Regions from separate parts of the Oryctolagus cuniculus genome. Here region 1 is linked to region 2. Evidence: chromatin contacts called from public Hi-C data. All regions are on one chromosome and are shown on one strand. The core of a region is the stretch at or near the end of the contact, and the rest is flanking DNA. Distances in the headings are between cores, read along the strand shown. Region 1 overlaps CMSS1 (cms1 ribosomal small subunit homolog). Region 2 overlaps CMSS1 (cms1 ribosomal small subunit homolog).

Region 1 (7,356 bases), core at 931-3,430, 180 kb after region 2:
TAATGATGAAAACCATTATGCATTTTATCTGTCGCAGTTTGGTTTGCTTGTTGATTTAACCTTCAAAAAACTGGTCAAGGGCAGGCATTTGATGCATAGGTTAAGGCCACTTGGAATATCCATAGCCCATAAATACCAAGTGCCTGGGTTCAGATATTAGCTCCACTTCCAATTCCAGTTTCCTACTAATGTGTACCCTGAGAGGCAGTAGGCAATGGCTTAAGTATTTGAGCCGCTGCCACCCATGTGGAGAGACCTGGATGAAGTTCCAAACTTCTAGTTTTCTTCTTCCCCAGCCCCAGCTGTTGCAGGCATTTGGGGGAGTGAACCAACAGATGAGGAAAATCCATCTCTCTCTCTCTCCCTCTCTCCCTCTCTCCCTCTCTCCCTCTCTCCCTCTTTCCCTCTCTCCTCTCTCCCTCTCTCCCCCCTCCCCCACAAACACTCCCCCTCCTCCCTTTTTCCCTCCTTCTCTTTTAAGGAAAAAAAATGGTCAATTACTTTTTCAGTGGTTTTAGTCACAGATGTATAACTTATAAATTATTATTAAATTCACCTGCTGCAGGAACATTAAAGAGCGACAAAACATAAAGCTCTTAGTGGACCTCTACCAAAATACCAACTTGGTTTGTACCCCTTGAAAGAAGAGTAAAACTTATCTCCAATTAGGCAGTGTAAGATTTCTTCTTGCTATAAAATGTAGGATGCCAGATGTATGTCAGGAAGGCCAGAAACCAAATAAGGCCTAGGAAATTTTTAGGAGTCCAACAGAATCTAGAAGAGCATCCTCCCTGAACTTGATATTTGAATGTATCACCAAATCTCTGCTCAGCCAGGATTTCAGTCCTTCCCCTAAGTAGGATATTAAATGGTATGTGGTAATTTTTTCTTCTGATGGCTTTATAATTAACAACTGTATCAACCCACCTGCATTTTATAGTTAGCTAAATAGACTCACTCCAAGCTATCTGAATACTCCTTTTTCTTCCTGCACCTACAAAAGTCAAGAGAAGTAGGAACCTAAGACAGGCTCTGGGACAGGTAACTATCTGTTACCACTTAAAGACAAATTCTTCTCATTTGGCTTATTTTCATATTTCATGCTTCTCCATTTAACGCCATCCTTTTAAAAACAGAAATTATTGATTATTCAAATAAAGACTAATTACCCAGGGCTGGCGCTGTGCCACAGCGGGTTAACACCCTGGCCTGAAGTGCCGACATCCCATATGGACACCGGTTTGAGACCTAGCTTCTCCACTTCTGATCCAGCTCTCTGCTATGGCCTAGGAAAGCAGTAGAAGGTGGCCCAAGTCCTTGGGCCCCTGCACCCACATGGGAGACCCAGAAGAAGCTCCTGGCTTCAGGTCAGTGCAGCTCCAGCTGTTGTGGCCAGTTGGGGAGTGAACCATTGGATGGAAGACCTCTCTCTCTCTGCCTCTCCTCTCTCTGTGTAACTCTGACTTTCAAATAAATAAGTAAATCTTAAAAAAAAAAAAAAGACTAATTACCTATCCCATAAACAGTATGTTAAAGCTCTCCTGAAAATTATGTTTTAGTCCCAATTAACAGCCCTCTGTTTTCAATATGGAAGAGCATACAGATGGGACAGTTTAGGTAGCATCAGCAAACATCTGCATGTTTTTCTAGCAGCCTAACTAATTAGTGATTTGTACAGACTTCTCTGAATCTGTTCTCTCCCTCCACCCTCTTCCTTTTTTCACACATTTAGATGAAATGGAACACTCCCTTGTGTAGGCATTCTGACAGCCACAGGTACTATCTGGGTTGATAATACATACGTAATGTTATTATCATGAAACTTTTCATTTGGGTGGTACAGGCTGCACAAGATGTCCTATACCAGGAGCTGTGACATTTTGAGAGGATGGTGATGGCGGTTGTGTGGGACTCAGCCTGCATTACAACCAAGTGGGTATTTTTTCCAGTTGTAGCATTAGGCTATAGATAGAGAAACTTTTAAATCAATAGCTGGGTACATGTCCCCTTGAGTCTGGATTATGCATTTGAAGAAATAATTCCTTTGATTTAGGGAAAGGAGTAAGGTTTTATTTTTAAAAGAGAAAATACAGTTTTCATAACCAATTCATTCATTCCTCTATGAATTTTGTTGAAAGACCTTCTAAAGCAGGTCTGTACTGCCAAACCCCAAGCTTCACAGTTAGCAAGTTGACTCTGTCTGACCTGTTACATTTTCCTTAGACAGTTGGATGTGATCACAGGAGGGTGATTGCCAAAGTTTTATTTCAACTCAGGTATAGCTAACTGCAAGAAATCACTTCCTGACACCTTTCTTCTGCTTACCCCACCCTAAGTCACCATTTTGAAACAACTTATGGGATCTACAAAATGGTCTGCCTGTGTTCCAAGTTAATTTTGAGAATGGCTTTTTATGGCTGGTTTACAGTCTCTTTAGAAAAGCGGAATTATGATGGAAACACTGTGACATCCTAAGCTGTAACAAATGAGCTGTTCTTGAAGATAAATGTAACTCCGTGTCTATGAAGCTAAATATTTACTTTCCAGATGATTTAGTGTATCTTTGTTCTTTCCACACTCAGCTTTTTCTTTCTGTGGATCCCTTCATCTCCACACTACTTTTTTGTAGCCTGTTATATCAGTGTTTTGTGATGTTACAAAAAAGCAAAGAGTGTGAGGTCAAATTTTCCATTACATACCTCAACAGGAATGCCAGGGAACCTAGCCAAAGTCAGGCTGCAGAAAAAATAAAAATTACAGGAAAGATGATTCATTAATCAACAATTGCCTTACCAAGAAAATAGAATTAGTTGTATGTATTTGGTTTTTGGAAGGGGGATGAGTGCAGACAGCCCAGCTATGGGTGGGAGGGAAATATTTATGTTTAAATACCATGGTTTTAGATCTACTGAGGATCTTTTTAACTGTAAAATTCAGGAGAAAGAGTAACTTGTTTCTACCTTGATAGCTCTCAACTTTTTCTTCTTTCAAGATGAAAGTACATCACTTGCTGACCCCAACTGCAATTTGCTTTGAAAAAAAAAAATAATAATGACAGCCGAAAGATAAATTAGAAAGGCACAGAGCAGTGAGAACAGGAGCCCTTGCCATCTCACTCCCTCTATCCTCTGTCATATGGTCTGTGTCACTTCCTCTTCCTGTCACCTGGGTCTACTTTTCTTGTTCTTTTGAGGTAAGGTCAGATTTTTGGTCTCCAACAGGCCCCTGAACATTGTCAGATTAATAGAAATGCTGAAATTTTGTCTTTAAACGTAGTTATTGTTACATATTAAAGGAGCTGAGAAGGACAGAAATTCTGACACTAAAGGAAAAAAATTAACAAGTGAAATTAGGAAAAGCCCACAAGCTCCTAATGTTTCTCTTAAAAGCAAACAGAATTATCTGATCACAGAACTTAGTACCATGAATGTCAAACTCAATGTGAATCTTTGTTTTTTTGTATTCTAGTAAGACCAGCCAGAAACAAATACAGTTGGCTCTGTGCCCAGCCAATAACAGATTCAACTCTGTTGTCTGATGTTTATTAGCCAGCCTATAAGCCCTACCATGCAATAAAATGTTCAGAATTGTGACACAGAGTGCTACAAGATTCTGTGCGCCTTCTGACTTACCAAAGGTAATATTAGGATTTTGTGTCATTTTAATACTAAGTGTATTTTATTTAAATTCTCTGGAAATTGGTGACACATATATGGTTCAGATACTATTAACCAGAGTACATAATTAACCAAAACAATTCTAAACATGTTGGATGATACGAAATTTACTGTAGAATTTTATTACCTTTTATGGAAAACACAAGGGAGTAGTGAACAGCCTTTTTTTTTCTTTTGCCAAGTATCTGATAACTCTGTTGCAATTAACATTTTATCCACACAATGGAACAGCAACAAGAAAAATAAACTTTTTAAAGTTCCTAATAATTGAGTGTTTCTTGTGAAAAGCTGGGACAGATCAAGGGAAAAAAAATGGATTGAAAAAGAGGAACACAGCTGAAGTTCCTGGACCTCTTGACAAATAGGGCAAATGTAACATTTGCTTTTCCACACTCATCATGGAAAAATGTGAAGTCCTACGCTTTTGTAGAAAAAAACCTGATGTACCAACAGAACATGGGAGATAAGGGCCTAATGCAACCTGGGCTGGTTAGACTCTTGTGTGCTCATCTCTGTTCACCTCCATTTGAGGGTCAATGACAGACCACCCAGCAGAGAATGATTTAAGAACTATAGTAATGGAGGTCTCAAAATAAAAAGAATTACTCCCCAGTCCTTGTAGCTCAAAGATGCTATTTCCAGTGGTCCACTTCTTACCCTATTCTGCCTTATCTGCTCCAATCCCCCCCCCCACCCACACACACAAGAAAGGAAAAGAGAGGAGATACCTGCAGAAAAACATATCCATTAAGTTTTCTACCCCTTTGAGAGATTATGTTCCAAAAGCTGTCTGTATCTGTTATTTTCAGCTACATTAAAGTTTCATTTTCTCTGTTATTAAATCTTATTTTGTTGAAGCTATAGCAGCTTGGCAGTCTTTAAGATCCCTCTCTCCCATCCATACCCCCTTTCTCTATTTGGACTGCTCCTGCAGGTCAGTGGATGATTGTTACACCACATCTGCTGTTGGAGATAGGTTCCTTCCGTCTCAGTACACCCTGGAATCCATTCCTTTCAACTATCTATCTATCCATCCATTTGAGTCAGTAAGGACTTTGAACCTTGGAAATTTTACATCCCTGAATCAAATTGCCAAATGTTGGGTTTATAAAAAGTCCTTTTCTGCATTACAAGATTTTCATAGAACAAGATTCATTGAGATTTGGATTCAAATCCTGTGACTGAAGCCAGTTACTTGTCTCATTTATTCATTTAAAAATATTTATTGAGCATTTTTTATGTGCCAAACATTGTGCAAGGCACAGCAGATACAGTTAGTAGAAGACAAAGAAGATCTTTGCCCTCATGGAGTTTTACTTCAGTTGGGGAAATGAAAGAAAAATAAACATTGAACTGAGTATTTTGATCTTGATAAGTATAAAGAAGTGTCACGGGGGAATCTTAATCAAAGAACAGGAAAGCATGTTTTGTGTAATAATAGTTAGGGTGAGGCTCAAAGAATGGATAAGAGTTTGATAACAAAGAGCATCACAGAATGAAGGAAAGCCTGTTCCTAGGGCCCAAATCAGGAAGGAACTTGGAATAAAAGAGGAAATGGGAGGAGACAAGCTAGACTGGAGCCCACTGAACAAGAGGGCTGGGCCAGGTTAGGGAGGGCCTTGTTAGCACTGGCAAGAAATTTGGACCTTTTTTAATAGCAGTGAGTAGCCATTGGGAGATTTTTTTATGGGTTAAAAATGACCATGCTTGTGTTTGAATCTCTTTGATGGTTGTATCTCATCACACAGTGGATTAGAGAAGAACAGTAAGGAAATCACTGAAAAGGTGAGAGGTGGAGGTGGCAGTCAATGGAGAAGTGGATGGACCCCAGGAGAGGTTTAGGAGGTAGAGTTGACAGGTCCTGGTGGCTGTCTGGATTGTTTGAATTGAGGAATAGGAGAGTGTCACTGATGACTTCCAGTTTTCTGACATGAAATGCTGTTTCCTGAGTGAAAGTTTCCAAGTTCAGTTTTGGATATGTTTGACCTGAGAGCCTTGTGATTCTTTCAAGTGGAGATAATTTTAAAAACAGATATGGAACTCAGAAGAGATGCTAAGCTGGAGATACAAAGTGGGTAACTGCTTGTAGATAACTTAAAACCACAAATATGAGTGCAATTGCCTAGTAAGAGAGCATAACTCTATTATAGGGCCCACGACCCTAAAGTAATGATGAAACTATGCAAAGTGGTTGAAAGGCATGCATACAGCACACACTCAGTAGCTAGCTCTTTTTCTTTTTTTTTTTTTTTCTTTTTGACAAGTAGAGTGGACAGTGAGAGAGAGAGACAGAGACAAAGGTCTTCCTTTGCCGTTGGTTCACCCCACAATGGCCGCTGCAACTGGCACACCGTGCTGATCTGAAGGCAGGAGCCAGGTGCTTCTCCTGGTCTCCCATGCGGGTGCAAGAGCCAAGGACCTGGGCCATCCTCCACTGCACTCCTGGGCCACAGCAGAGAGCTGGCCTGGAAGAGGAGCAACCGGGACAGAATCCGGCGACCCTACCGGGACTAGAACCCGGTGTGCCGGCACCACAAGGCGGAGGATTACCCTAGTGAGCTGCGGTGCCGGCCAGTAGCTAGCACTTAATACTTATTACTGCCGGCGCCACGGCTCACTAGGCTAATCGCCGGCACACCGGGTTCTAGTCCCGGTCGGGGCGCCGGATTCTGTCCCAGTTGCCCCTCTTCCACGCCAGCTCTCTGCTGTGGCCAGGGAGTGCAGTGCAGGATGGCCCAAGTCCTTGGGCCCTGCACCCCATGGGAGACCAGGAGAAGCACCTGGCTCCTGCCATCGGAACAGCGCGGTGCGCAGGCTGCAGCGCACTGGCCGTGGCGGCCATTGGAGGGTGAACCAACGGCAAAGGAAGACCTTTCTCTCTGTCTGTCTCTCTCTCTCACTGTCCACTCTGCCTGTCAAAAAAAAAATTTTTTTTTAAATACTTATTACTACGTCTGGTAAAATTTGACAGCCTCATTCTCTGGAATGAGCTTGTATTTACTGGAAGGAGAGTGGAAAAGAATGAAGGCGTGAAGCAATAGGCATGCATCTATGAGAATATGTCTGTAAAAATTAAAGTGTTCATTCTCATTGTCCCGGTGTGTTAGAATATCCTTTTTTCCATTTCTCAGGCAGCCCTCCTCTCGCAAGCAAGCTCCTATAATTCTCCCCCTGAAAACTCAGGGATCTTCACTTTTACGTGGGACGGTTGTACCAGATTGACTGCCTCTAGGCCGCTTCTCATCATGGCTGCTGCAGTGACTGACTCGTTAAGAAACATGTAAATGTTCCCTTGGTCACATTATTTTTAGGAAGGCATAGTCTTTACATTTTCAGACAGCAGTTTTGCTGTGAGTGTGGGGAGACCACAGAACTGAAACACATTGCACATGTCGGCAAGGCCGTCTGGGTTCTTGGCATCACTAATGATAATGATCCCGCTTGGTGCAGGCAGACCCTCCCTGCAGCTGGTGTCCTTTCGGTGCACGGATGAGGTCATTAGGGAAGGGGTAGGAGGTGGGGCCCAGAGGATGAGAGAAGAGAAGGGGAAGAAGCTGTCACGTCTGCATTCTTGGGGGAAAAATGGAAACATATTTGCCACATGCTTGCTTTATTAATTTTTTTTTAAGGAAACCAAATGAAGAGACAAAGGGATTGTGAGAAATTGTAACATGGCAGC
Region 2 (6,662 bases), core at 290-2,789:
CTCAAGTACTGCAGTTATGTTAATCTTTCCTGGTCTTACATGTGGATTCTTTTCTTCATATTACCTCCATTTTCTTTAGCTGACTTGTCTCTGTAATAGTACAATCAGTAGCTTGTTTTTGTTAAAAAACATTTTTTAATAGTTTGCTCTGTATGATCAGAGTTCCCCTTAGGGGTTATTGCCTACTGTTAAATCCTTACCTAGTATGGAGAGTTACTTAGGAAAGGTGACACTGTTTCCCCCCACCACCACTTTTTTTTTTTTTTTTTTAAGATTTATGTATGTATTTGGAAGCCAGATAAACGGGGACAGAGAAATCTTCCATCTACTAGTGAATTCTCCACATGCCCTCAATAGACAAGAGCTGGGCTAGTCTGAAGCCAGGAGCCAGGAACTCCATCCAGGACTCCCACAAGGGTGGCAAGGGATACTGGTACTTGAGCCATCATCTGCTGTTTCCCCTCCTTCAGCAGGGAACTGGATCAGAAGCAGAGTAGCCAGGACTTGAACCATATATGATGTGGGCATCCCAAGCAGGAGCTTAACCCTCTGTACCACAAAGCCTGCCCCACTGTTCCCTTTTTTCAAGTTTGTGGAAACCTAGAGTGCAGGAGGCTCACATAATGAACGGATGGATGAGCCAAGAAGTGTAGAACTCAGATTTATTGACCCATATTTACTCTGTAGTCTGACCATTGAGACAACACTATTTATCCACATCAATTTAGTTCAATAGTAAGGGATTCTGGCAGTTGACTGTAGCATTTTAGCTTTTTAAAAACATTCCCACAGGGTTTATCTTCATCTTTAGGTGCAGCTGACCTCTTATCTGCTTTGCTTTATCATTCCATTAAAAAGAGCAGGGGTGATACTATGATTGAAACCATTTTGTAACAGCTGCTGGTGATCTTAGTCCTCCTTAGTGCAACGCTGCTGGTCATTGCTAGTAGATACAGCTGGGTTAGTGACATGGTGCCATGTGTGGTGGACTTAGTCACTGGACCTTTTGCCCTCTCTTGTGCCTAGCTCAGTGCCTGATAGACACCAGTAAATGTTTACTGCTGTTGAACACAATTACAAGCCCAAGGCTGGCTTCACAGGTTGGCACTGGAGCTCTCTAACCTTGAAATTACGAAAATTTCACTTTTCTGAAAAATCTGGCAAATGCATTGACTACCCACAGAAACTCTGAAGTTAAAGTGTACGCTTGAGAAAAGGCAATCTGCTGGTATTTATTAATTGCAAAGGGAAGCTCCTTGAACTTCAGGTACCTTCCAGGCCATCACGTAAGTCATAGAGATTAGAGAAATTTATAGGAATCTACCCTTCATTAAGGACGAAACACTGTACTCTTCCATATTTTGCTTGGAGTCCATTCCGTGCCCCAGAGCGATTCACCTGGTACTCTTTCACCACCTTCAATCTCATTATTTTGAAGAGGGAGTTAGAGTGAGTGGATGAAGCAGACAGCAGAGAAACATCTGACTTAGTTTGCCTACATGATACTTGCTGTACAGGACAAAGCAGATTTCACTGTCTGGCCTTAATCTGAGCCTAATTTTGTTTTGTGCTTGTAAATCAGTTCTATGTGGTTATTTCAGTAGTGGCCAAGATTTGAGTTCCTGACCCTGAACAAAGTGCAGAAGGAGGGACCTTCCCTAGCCCACTGTATCCAGAAACACTTTTCTTACCAAATAAGAAGCTTCTAGGTTATAACTGATTTTTTTTCCAGATTTATCCAACACCCTTATTGTCCCAGTGACACACCTACTAATTGGGTACTTTCCTAAGTGTTGGGGATAAAGCTGGTGCAAAATGGATCCTGAAAGAGTTTATAATCCAGGAGACAGACAAAAAGCAAGTAGTTAATGTGTAATTTAATGTCATGTCCTTGCAATCAGTGGTGTGAAGGAAAGCAAAACAAGGTATCACCAAGGGTTTACAATCTGACAGCAAGGTGACTTCTGCATTTTTTCAGGGAGGTTGTTTTGAAGGCATTGAGTCACTTTGAGTTTTGAAAGGAAGCCTAACAGTTGGGAAGGTCTAGGGAGTGCAGTTTTTCAAGTCAGTAATTCAGACCTAAACAGCTTTGGTCACAGAGCACAAACTTTTTCTAGGGCACCTCTTACCTTTCAAGGAGATAGTGGGCTTGCCATGCATCGGACTTTTAAGTACATTTATGTTTTTCTTGTCCTCCCATTAGTTCCTTTTTCATAGTTGCAGCCTGATTGAACTGTATTGATTTTCACCTGCCCCTTTCCTCTTCCCTCTCCCTGCTTATACTAACAAGAACTTTGAACCTTTCTACTTTTTTTTTTTTTTAATGGGCTGCTTTGGGAGCTACAATTCCCCTTTCTTCCTATTATTAATTAAAGGGAAAACCAATAGAGTGATGCAGCCCAAGGATGCAGGGGTCCCGGACTCCCCTCTGAGTAGCTTTCAGTGTCTCTTGCCTTGTGTTTTCAGTGAAAGTTATAGCATAAACACTAATTAGTTCTTCTGTAAAGTGAGGCATTGGGATCAGATGACTTCCACAGCCTCTTTCAGCTTTGAAGTTCTGTGGAAATTCCATGTCGTGTGTGTGTGTGTGCATATGTGTGTATGTGTGTACACTTGAAAAAGTTCTTGAAAAAACTGGAGTTAACAGTCTTTGCAAACAAAAATTTTTAATCCATGCATTGTTTTTTCATAATACACATTTTCCATGAACTTTTGGAAGACTCATATATGCACTGATTTTGGAATTTTTCATATGAGAATAGACTTGTCTTTTAATTCCATATCCTTGTTTGTACACACGTACTCTCTGGGGCCCGGGACATTCCATTATAGTAAAACTTACCAAGGTATGTCTCAAACTCATATCTGTAAAGTCGAATATGTGCTATTCTGGTGTAATATGTGGTTTTTTTTTCTGATTATAATTGTCCTTTAGACTAAAATCAGTAGTTATCATAAACAGAAACAAGGTTTTATATGTCTATTTATACCCCAATCTATTCCAGTGATACACTTACCTGTCTGTTCTTTGCCAGCCCTTACTACTACCCTCAACAAACACACCATTCCTCAAATTTCTTGTTGAAAAATAATAATTGTATCTTTAAAAATTAATAGATTTGGGAGCCAGTAGAGAATAGGAGTGTAAGATTGGTCAGTTTGGAGAAAGTACCCTGCCAAGGTGAACTTCCCTGTTCTTCAGCTCAGAATTCAAACTGCTGCTGTCCTAGCTTAATCTGCTAGAGCATCTGAGAGAACAAGCTTGAAGAGGGAGTGTTTCTCTCATATCTGAAAAAGAACCAAGGGACTTTCCTTGGCCAACCTTCCCATCTTTGTTTGCCCAGCTTTCCCAGCCAGAGGCAATGTTAGGGCAGATAGAGGTCAAGAAGAGAGGATCTCATCTCTGTTTTTCTTAAATAATAATAATAAGAAGAAGAAGAAGGCTATGGATGGGCTTATAACAGTGTTGATGATCCACAAAGAATTAGGGATTCAAGACACGGATGTTCCATTTCACTTAAAAGTAGAAAATGACCAGAGGAGTTTCTAAAAGTCCTTGCAGCACACATGAAGCATAAGCAATTGAGTAGGAGGCTCAGGCTCAGGCTACAGGATTGGCAGCAGCAGTCATTGATATACTGTTTTGAAAGTTTAAGATGCTGGCTACATATGCAGTGTCTCTTCATGTTTAAATCCATAAATCCTTATATAAGCATAATTTACAGAAATAAAACAATCAGTTTAAATTGAAGCTAAATTTACAGTCAAGTACAAATTAAGTAAACTCTCAAAATAATTTAAAATTAATGATATGCCCCAAAAAAGAGGTAAGGATGTATTTGGGTGCTATGTGAATAACAGGGCATTTCAGTTTCTGAAGTAGGTTGAAACTCACTGCTTTCCATCCTCTGATTATTACTCCACAATATCCAGTCTTTTATAAAAGTTCTCTTCTTGCTGCCCCCTTTTCCTTTAAATAAGAGGATCTGTATTTTTTATTCACTTTGTAAAATATTCACTCTGCCCTGAAGCACATGATATGAACAGCACATAAACTTAAAAGTATTATTGGAATTTTTATTCTTCCTTTTCCATTTTTATTTTTAAAATTCACTTATTATCAGATGTACTTTTTAGGAAGGGAAGGAGCAACAGAGAATCCTAAAACAAAATTTACAGCTTTTGAAAAGGTAAATTAATGAGCTGCAAGAAGACTAGAGTCAAAGCTTGATCTGTGCTTTCACTGTAGACTTCATCACAGCATTAGGAAAATAACACTCAGATACACCCATGCTGAACAGTTAAGGCTAATCACCAAAAAGGAGCAAATGAACTTACTAAGCATAAAATTATCTGTGTGCTTTGTTTGGAAATGTAAAAATTAATGTTCTTTCTATGATAAGCATTTTTTTCCATCATACTGACTAAGAAATGCTCACTGAGAGAGCCCACTGTGAGATAATGTACTCAGGATAATCATGTTTAACTTTCAGTTTTAAAAGAGCTCTTACCATGTGGTCATTTTTTGGACCATGCTTTAAAGTTAATAATGGAAAAAAGTATAACTATTAAAGTGTGTTATATAAAAATTTTAAAAATTGATGTTTGCCTGCTTTAAAAAAATAAAAGACACACTCTTGCAGACATAGCTGTTAAGAGCTTTAATAGAGGTTATGATTTTCAACAGTTGAGTTATAGTTTATGGTGCAGATGGTACTTTGGGTATAGTTGAAACAATAATTGATGGTTTCTATTTCTCTCTTCCTCTGTTAGATTCAAAAGAGCAAAATACCTTTGTCCCAAAGAGGAATTTTTCAGTTCCAATTACAGCTTGTATCAAATAAACAGCTCTTCTATTGCATGTTCCATACTTGTCCACAGTGACCTGGGTGTTGGTCCCTCTCTTTTCATTATGGTAGGCTTCCCTAGGTTTGAAATAATTGTTTTGGGGAAATTCTGTTTCTCAGTACTAACCTGCAGTTTGGGTAGCCTATCCTCAGTCCAACTAATACATAATTTTTCTTTTGTAATATAAAAACCAAAGTCCTGTATTGTTCCAAATAAAATATGCAAAAACAAAACAAAAAAACTCCTATGAAACAAAGAGGTAGGCACCATTGTCAAATATTTTTGAAAACTCAGCTTTGGAATTACTTAAAATACATAGATACATTACAAATTTTGAGCACTTTTTTTTTAAATGCAGTGTTTCAAATGATAAATCTCATATCTGACTTTTTTAAACTCTCATTGAGAAATATAAATTAAATGAATTTGTAACATACACATGATTCAGATGGTTATAGTACTATTAAATTTTTCTACATATCCAAACTGTTATCTTACATGGTTTTTCCAGGGCCAGCAATATTAAGCACATTTCAATCTTTTAGAGCAAATCAGTATAAATGACAGTGTATGAATTAAGGGAAGTAATTCTGTCACAGCTCTTAAATTTTGTTTTAAAGTATATGTTCAGACCACATAAAGTTTGAATGAGAAATCGTTTTTTTCATCTCTGATTCCAGTGTTCTAAACTTGACACAGTAAGTTTTAGTTTAATTCCTATGTTGCTTTTTATTTTGAAAAGTAAAATATTATGTAGGTTTTCAATATCTGCCAAGTGTACAGATATACTGTAAGAGTTCATTAACAACAATAGCCTGTTAAGAGTTTAGATGTAACTAATTATGGTTCAAAATGCCACTGATAATTTTATTAAGGTATTTCTTAGGCTTCACTTCTAAATTACCATATTGTACATAAAGCATTATTATCCAAAACAGAGGACAGCTTTAAGTGTGACTTGTCATTTATCCCCTGCATGCAGTTAAAGTAGAAAGTTAGAACTCAAAATTATGAGTTACTCCCCTGTACAGATTGACATCTGCTTTTAAGAGAATAGCATTTTTTAAGATTTTTTTTGAAGCTTAAAAAGATTTGTTTGGTTAAACTTATCCTAAGTTCATAACTATTCAGAACAGTGTTTTCAGAATCTTTTATATTAAGATTTACGGGACGGAAAAACAAAAACCAACACTAAGAAATGACCTGTGCTGTGGCAGTGTTTCGCACTCTGCTCTTGTGAGAACTAAGCGAGCTAAAGTCCCGAAGAGAGGTAGGATCAGGAAGTAGAGCTGTTCCCCTGCTGGGTAATTTCCCCACCCTTTTTCCAAAGATTGCTTCCTACAGGCAGGACTCGGTGTGCAGCTCACTTGGAAAGCCCGTGTACTATACAGCCCTCACCTCCCAGAAATTAAATCCCAAAGCTGTCTTCCCCGCCAGAGAAAACTTTTACTTTCAAGTTTTGTGTGAGCTGGAAAAGGTCTTGAACTTAGACTCATTGGATGGGCTGTGCGAAACCTGTCTGCAATTCGTGATGCTGAGGCAACTTTAAAAACGACCTGCGGACACTCTCCCTGGCTGTGACAGCAAGGCCCCTTGGCGGAGCGCAGCGGCTCTCCCGGGCTTACCTGAGCTGCCTGCGCCGGGGCCGGGCGGGGCGGGCCGGGGCCGCTGTCGCTGCGCTGGGAGCGAGCTGTGTGCGCTCCAGGAGTCGCCCGAACAATGCGAGCGGGGCGCCGAGCGCGCCCGGCCTATGGACGTTACGTCACTGCGCTGCCTTATAAGGCGCTCCGCGTGTGCGGCGCGGGCGGCGGGGG

What was found. A called contact is a pair of places that touch in the nucleus more often than the background predicts.
Region 1: a Hi-C map of psoas muscle shows a contact between it and region 2, with 2.4 times the contacts expected there. The contact joins two enhancer-like sites. A contact is called at or near these places in 3 of 6 Hi-C or Micro-C datasets (embryonic fibroblasts, psoas muscle and skin fibroblasts).

Annotation. Positions count from the first base shown.
Region 1 is chr4:54,528,266-54,535,621 of mOryCun1.1, forward strand. The region is part of intron 1 of CMSS1 (cms1 ribosomal small subunit homolog); the gene reads left to right. The region is part of intron 1 of FILIP1L (filamin A interacting protein 1 like); the gene reads right to left. Among named protein-coding and RNA genes, the nearest start is that of FILIP1L, 73 kb to the right of the region's middle. Within about 2 kb of position 2,181, at least 2 of the 8 cell types and tissues checked have an H3K27ac peak or open chromatin away from gene starts, as enhancers often do.
Region 2 is chr4:54,347,557-54,354,218 of mOryCun1.1, forward strand. The region is part of intron 1 of CMSS1 (cms1 ribosomal small subunit homolog); the gene reads left to right. The region is part of intron 4 of FILIP1L (filamin A interacting protein 1 like); the gene reads right to left. Among named protein-coding and RNA genes, the nearest start is that of CMSS1, 59 kb to the left of the region's middle. Within about 2 kb of position 1,540, at least 1 of the 8 cell types and tissues checked has an H3K27ac peak or open chromatin away from gene starts, as enhancers often do.